2 separate regions of the Gossypium arboreum genome follow, and region 1 is linked to region 2. The links are chromatin contacts, called in public Hi-C maps. All regions are on one chromosome and are shown on one strand. The core of a region is the stretch at or near the end of the contact, and the rest is flanking DNA. Distances in the headings are between cores, read along the strand shown. Region 1 holds the start of LOC108462989 (G-type lectin S-receptor-like serine/threonine-protein kinase SD2-5). Region 2 holds the start of LOC108486307 (adenine phosphoribosyltransferase 5-like).

Region 1 (3,593 bases), core at 415-2,914, 810 kb after region 2:
CAAGGAATAGGTGAGGCTGAAGCATCACATCTATCACGATTGGATTGTCCAACAAGACGTCCATGACCCAATGGACAGCCCATTTGAACGCAATTACTTATTGGCCCAACACCATTTAAATTTTCAGGCCCAAAAACATCAAGATTTTCATCCATCCTATTTACCCCAGCTTGCGCATGTAAAACATCATTAGCAGTCGGCCTGTTTGGCCCATATTTAGCAGGCCTATACGCATACCCAGGCCAATTCAAATTTGGAAATTCCGGATGCACATTAAACATACCTGTAGACCCACGTGCTCCAGCTGGATTGCAATTTGAGAAGCCATTTTGACCAAGTTGATTGTGAGCAAAATAATGTTGGCCATTTGGATGGGAGAGCTTCAACCATTGCGAAGAAGACCAGCCCCCACCATCACCAAAAATTCCTTGCGGCGCATAGCCAAATTGCCCAGTAGAGTGCCCAAACGCCGGCGCTGGAAAATCATTCACAAGTGCAGCCGATCACCATCTCACTGCAACTGATTCATCATTAACGAGGCATCAAACTCACGATTGAATCTGTAATAGCATTTCTGAGCAAGTTGCCCAACTCTGTTGCAGATTTGACATTGCACGCGCGGCCGGAAACCTCTCCCATGGCCACCGAATAGAGGGCACACACTACGAACAGAGCCTTCTAAATTTTGCGACGGCGTTCTCTCGACGAGATTTGCGTGCAAATATACCTCTTGAACCGCCCTTAGCTGGCGATTCTCATACTCCACCAAGGCATCGACAAGTTTTTGAAACGGCACTAAGTCGAACGAAACAGAGACCGACGAGACTATGGTATCAAATTCAGGAGGTAATCCGGCAAGCATAATTTCCGTCTTCTCAGCCTCTAGAATAGGAGTGCCTGAAGTTTCCAAAAGAGCACCCAAATTCTTTATACGAGAATCATAATCCTTAATCGAGAGCATACCTTCCTTTAATGAATGAAGCTCGTGACGAATCCTAGATTGTGTAGTACCGGTGTCAGCCGCGAACAAACTTGTTGCTGTTGTCCACACATCGCAGGCCGTTTTGGCGTCCGTAAATGAGGTTAACAAGGAGCTACTTATCGTTGAAAGCAACCACGATGCAAGAAACTGATCTTGTTTCATAAAAACCAGCACAGATGGATTGGGAGCAAGACTACCATCTGGTGACTGAACAAACCTCGCCGACGAAGACAAAGTGCGGTCTAGAAATCCTATCAGACCATATCCTCATAAGATTAAACGTACCTGTTGTTGCCATTGAATGAAGGTTCCTTCATCAAGTTTCACAAGATCATGCCGAGGAAAAGAGTTGACGACCTTTTCACCAGTGAAAGCAGTACAACCACCATCAACCGCAACAGAGTCAGCAGATTTTGTGGCAGCCATAACACCAAGATCACATAGCGACTGATACCATGCAAGAAACTATACTTAACCAGTGTTTAATATAGAGAAAATGAAGAACTAATTCTGATGCTGTATATTGAATTGAAAACCTTGCTTATCGAATTCATTTGTACATGTAGTATTTATAGAACACTAGAATAATTTCACTGTAACAACTCTTCAACAAATGCAAGCTGTATTAACAGCTTCGTACTAACTACCTAACTGCATCAACTAAATCTATATAAACTCTATCATGCAGGATTCAGGGAATTTGGTTTTCCAAAGGGGTGATGGGAAAGTAATGTGGGAGAGCTTTGGTCATCCTTCGAATACCCCATGTTTAAACAAGGGATGAAGCTTGTAAGCAATCCTAATCCTAATAGCTTGAGTTATGTCCTCAAAATTGAGCATGGCAACATGGTTCTCTCCGCCAGTTACTCGAATCCACAGCCCTATTGGTCGATGGGAAAAGATGCTCGAAGGAACATTGACAAAAACGGTGGGAAGGTGGCTTTTGCTTCTATTGATGGGAATTCGTGGAGGTTCTTCGATGAAAGCAAAGTGTTGTTGTGGCAGTTTAGTATCTCGGATTTGGTTGATGTAAATGTGAAAGCAACTTGGATCGCAGTGTTGGGAAGTGATGGGTTTATAAGGTTCTTCAATCTAAATGCAAAAGGGTCTTCGGGAACTTCAAAAGTTCCCGATGATCCGTGTGGTACACCTGAAGCTTTTATGCCTTATTTTGTTTGCTCCGATTTGGTAGGAAACACTAAGTGCCAGTGTTCGTTGGAGCTTAGCCCGAGCACTTGCAAAACTGGCATTGCTTCCCATTGTGATAATGGAAAGGATGGTGATGTAGCTCTTATAGATGTAGGAACCGGCCTCGATTATTTCACACTTGGCTATGTTTCTCCTTCATTGAAAATCGATCTGAGTGGCTGCAAAGCATCTTGTGTTAGTAGTTGCCACTATATAGTTATGTTCTATGACAACAGTTCGAGGGATTGTTTCTTGTTTAATGACGTTGGGAGCTTTCAGAGATCTAAACACAGGTCCAATTTGGTTGCTTTTGTGATGTCGAGAAATGAAAATGGTGGAGAGGGTGCAAAAGGGACAAGAGCCTTCCCATATGTTGTGATTATAGTGGTTTCTACTATAGTTTTCATTTTAGTCTTACTTTTTGTCATTGAGATACTATAAGAGAAAGAGAGCAATGCTAGAATCTCCTGGTGACATTTTAGAAGAGGATACCTTCTTTGAGGGTTTAACTGGAATGCCTACTCGGTTCACTTATAACGACCTTCAAATTTCTACGAATAACTTCTTTGTTAAGCTCGGAGAGGGAGGATTCAGCTCGGTGTACCAAGGAACACTTCCCGATGGAACTCAGCTTGCTATGAAGAAATTGAAAGGTATTGGTCAAGGGACAAAAGAATTTCGAGCTGAAGTTGGCATTATCGGATGTATCCATCACCTCCAAATGGATTATAAGCTACGCAATATCAGAGAATAGCTACGTTTACAGCTATGGCATGCTGCTGCTGGAGATCATCGGGGGAAGGAAAAACTTTGACCCCTCCGAATGTTCATAAAAATCGTATTTTCCATCCTTCGCTTTCAAGATGTTAGGGAAGCTTATCGAAATCCTTGATCCACGGCTGAGCATAGAAGGCAAGGAGGAGAGCATTTACACTGCTATCAAAGTTGCATTATGGTGCATACAGGAAGATATGCATTTAAGGCCATCAATGAACAAAGTTGTTCAAATGCTAGAAGGTCTCTTCCCTGTTCCAAAACCACCAATGTCTTCTCCGTTAGGTTCTCGGCTTTATTGGAGTTTATTTGAATCGACAGGCGTGATTGGAGATGGCACAGTTTCAGCCTCAGCACTATCGGAGTTCAACGATGGTGATTATCTTTCAGCTGTTCGACTTTCTGGTCCTAGATAACGGTTTCTTGGGAGGACAGTTGTAGTTCAACTGTTCCCAACATAGTTCCTTTTTGTTTGTATGATAGTCATGGATTAGAGACAAATCTCAAAATAGAACATTAACTTGATTGGATATGCAATTTAATCATGAATTTAGATTTGGTGGAGTTATACACACAGTTTTGAGGTGTATATATGAATCTTTAATTTTGATTTGATTATATATATTTACATAAATAAATATATCAATTT
Region 2 (3,815 bases), core at 114-2,613:
ATGTAATTTTGTTATTTTAATAGTTTATATCTTTATAATTTTTAGAGAATTAGATTAAAATTTTATTATTTTTAAGAGACTAAAGTACAATTTTACTATTAATAATTTAAAATTTTATATATTATAAAAGATTTAAATAAAAAATTTCCATTTTGAGGTTACGCACCCCTGCCAGCCCACCTAAACCGCCCCTGTTTGTATACATTATTTATACATTTATGTGTATATGTATATATACAAGTACCTGGCAACTTTTTGGGTTTTCGCAGAGGAACAAACTTCGCACCAATGGCTAAGGCAATCGTTGGACCAAACATGAATCCTCTTGCTTCAACTCCTACATAAACATGTTTTTATCTTTAAAAACAAAAGCCCAAAATATCATTTTAATCTCTCAAATTTAAAATTTGATTCACGTAACTTAACCTTTATAATATCGTCCACAAATAGTTAACTCTAATTGTAACCTTTATAAATGAAGAAGCTTATTTGTATTTTTTAAAACATCATTTCCAATAATAAAAGAAAATTATCCATGTCAAAAATAATAAATATTAATAATAACTAATTATAAAGAATGCTGCTTCTAAACATTAAGGAACATAAATAAATAAATAAATCGGCACAAATCAGCTTTGAAGACCTGCTTAATTTCTTTCCCTAAAAAGAATATATAAAACACCAAGTAAAATACATTTAAAAAGAAAAAGAAAAAAAAAACAGAGTAGTTAAGAAGAAGAAGAAGAAGAAGAAGAAGAAGAAGAGACAAGATAGCGAGTACCAGCAACGACAGAGATATCCATGTCTTTATATCGATCGACAAATATGTCCACCGTATTTTTAAACGCCTTGTGATCCAACAACAACGTTGTTATGTCTTGGAACATAATCCCTGTTTTTTCCCCGAGAAACAAACACCGTCTTCTTTAAAAACACAGTCCTTCAGTGAAAATAAAAAACAAAAAAACAAAAAAAAGAGGGGGAAAAGACCTTGTTTTGGGAAGTGAGGAACAACCCTTATGGCGTTTGATATAGCTTGAAGCCTTGGGTCTCCTTTAAGTCCATTCTCAGCCGCAAACATTTCCACCATTTTTGAACTTTTTTTGTTTCAACACTCTAGTTTTTAAAGCTCTGCCTTTGGTTTATAGCAGGAGGATAAAAGAAGGGGGGGGGGGGGGGTTGCTTTTCCTCCTTAAAATTGAACTAAAAAGATGAAATCTTGTGTTAGTTGCAATTGTTTAATGTTTATCCTTGAGATATATATACACACAGACATAGAGAGGATATGGTAAGTGCATTAAATACTATAATCTGTTGTCTATTTATGTTTTGGGCAGACCGAAGAAGAACCATTGCCCCAAAAGGCATTAATGTTTTTACCCATCACCTTTTCTCAATGGCACGTTTCTAACACGCTTTACACATAAATCTTCCTTTGCTGTTTTAAAGGGATAAAGTACCCTTCAGTATCTGAATTTGGTAATTTTTTTTATCTTAGTCCTTAAACTCTTTTCCCAATCCACATTAGTCCTAGCACTTGGTAGTTTTTCCCTTTTTAGTTTCCTAAACTTGTATTCCATTAAGGTATAATGGCATGGTACTTGTCACGTCATCATTTGAAATATTTTAAAAGAAAATTATAATTTCTTAGGTTTTTTTGTAATCTTTTGCATTTTATATAATTTTTATAAATTTTCAAGTGATAATATGGTATAATTTTATAGTGAAACATTCTCTCACATTGTTGGAATCCTAGTTTAAGAGTCAAAATAAGAAAACTTGCCCAGTTTTTAAGATTAATGTGGACTAAAAAGTTAAAAGGACCAAGTTGGAGAAAGCTACCAAGTTTGCGGAGTAAATGTTGCTTTTATCCCTTATTAAAAATGGTTAATTCCATCAAGCACCCTTCAATTATGACTTAAATTCTAAATTGGGTCATCAAATTCTAAATTGGGTCATCAAAGTTTAAAGTGCTCTAATTTAGTCATCAAAGTGTCGATATTGTATTTATAAGGACATTCGTAAGATTGGCTATTAGGCTGGGCATTAAAAACCCGTTTAAATTTAACGTTGAGCATATTTAAAACACAAAGATATATTATACTATTAGTCCTTCTACTATGCGTAAATTGTAGATTTAGTTTATATACTTTAATTTGGTCATTTTTAGTTCTTGTACTTTTCAAATTTTGCAACTATAATCTTGACCAAAAGACAATAGTTAAATTTGTTAAGTTATATTTTGCTATTTCCAAAATCTTATATAGCAAATATATTATCACATGTATAATGCATTGACAACATAATAAAACAAATATTTTAATTAATAGATTTAACAACTATTGATCGAGGCATGTTTAGATTGTAAAATTCCAGAAAGTAAAAGGACCAAAAATAGTCAAATTGGAGAATAGGGATTAAATCACAACTTATGGACTGATAGTAGAACTTTACCTAATCGATTTGATTACTATCGTTTGGGTCATGACTAAATTTCAAAATTCAAAAAGTAGATGGACAAAAATTTAACCAAATTAGAGTATGGAAACTAAATTCACAACATATACATGGTGTAGGGAATAACAGCAGAATTTGACCTTAAAACACATGAATTAAAAAATAAACAATTAGCCTAATTTTTATTAGTATTGTCTTTTTTTAACACGTCAAGTGAAGTTCTTGATATAGTAGATACAAACATATTTATAATATGATCCATGTATTTAATATTCAAATTGACATTCAAAACTTGACTTGACCAATTAACTAATAGAATGACATAATTAATATAACAACATATTGATAACTTAATTAAAATATGTTAAAGATCGAGACATTTGGTGTAATTAAAAATTTATGCAATCCTTATATTAAATAAAAAAATAAATTTATTTAATATCATAATGAATGTGTTATTAACACTAAAAATATTTAGTTTTATTAAAATAATAAAAACACTTTTAAACAAATGGTTGTCATTTCAACCTAAAAAAAAAAAAACCCAATAATTTATTAATATGTGAATATATAAAATGAAAAATCCATATTATATGATGGCGTTTTGATTGTTTTAAGGTTTGGTATTGCAAAACCATATTTCCAGCCGCTAGTTTTGGTTTTGAAACCGTTGCAGACAAATAGTCAACTAGATTGGTGAAGGACACGCGCGGAGAAATGAAAGTAGGATTAGGAAAATGAAAAATCCAATAGAAGATCTAATGTGTTTATTATTTAGGATTGTGTAACGCTCTTTAAATTTCCTTTCTCATAATCTAAAAAGAAGATTCTATGAATTACTTTTTGCCACTTTTAAAAATAAAATAAAAATCAAAACTCAGGGACCAATGTATTAAAAGCATCATTAATTTTGTTTATCTCTGTTTTAAAAATAACAAATATATTTGTCTAATCTAATATATAGTCTATAGCTAGGTTTTGATTTAAACTTAGGATTTTTTATTTTGTTGGCTTAGTTAAATTTTGACATTTCACAATCTATATTGCTGCCAGGTGTATTTTTAATTTGATGGTTTATAGTTATTTTTATGGTTAAATTTGAAAAAAATTATTAATTTTAAAAATATTTAAGAAAATAAATTAATTTTGGAGGGAGAAAGAAAACGTGTCTCATAAGACATGTTTTCGACCCATTTTTTAAACAATATTTTTAACTTTATAATACATTAACTCTTTTAATTAGATTATTAAATGTTAGTAGTTCAATTTTTTTCCGAGTTTTTTTATTTTTAATTCATCTTTTAATTAATAACTCTTTTATTTATAAAATCAAATAATTATTATCATCTATATAATAA

What was found. A called contact is a pair of places that touch in the nucleus more often than the background predicts.
Region 1: a contact with region 2 is called in a Hi-C map of leaf, with 4 times the contacts expected there. The contact joins the promoter of LOC108462989 here to the promoter of LOC108486307 in region 2. A contact is called at or near these places in 2 of 5 Hi-C or Micro-C datasets (both in leaf).

Annotation. Positions count from the first base shown.
Region 1 is chr6:102,529,543-102,533,135 of ASM2569848v2, forward strand. LOC108462989 (G-type lectin S-receptor-like serine/threonine-protein kinase SD2-5) reads left to right here and starts at 1,665. Exons shown (of 4, transcript XM_017762918.2): 1 at 1,665-1,743; 2 at 1,746-2,595; 3 at 2,597-2,892; 4 at 2,894-3,584. The coding sequence starts at 1,665. The coding sequence ends at 3,360.
Region 2 is chr6:101,724,124-101,727,938 of ASM2569848v2, forward strand. It overlaps LOC108486307 (adenine phosphoribosyltransferase 5-like), which reads right to left and starts at 1,364. Exons shown (of 6, transcript XM_017790292.2): 1 at 991-1,364; 2 at 782-892; 3 at 245-337. The coding sequence starts at 1,090.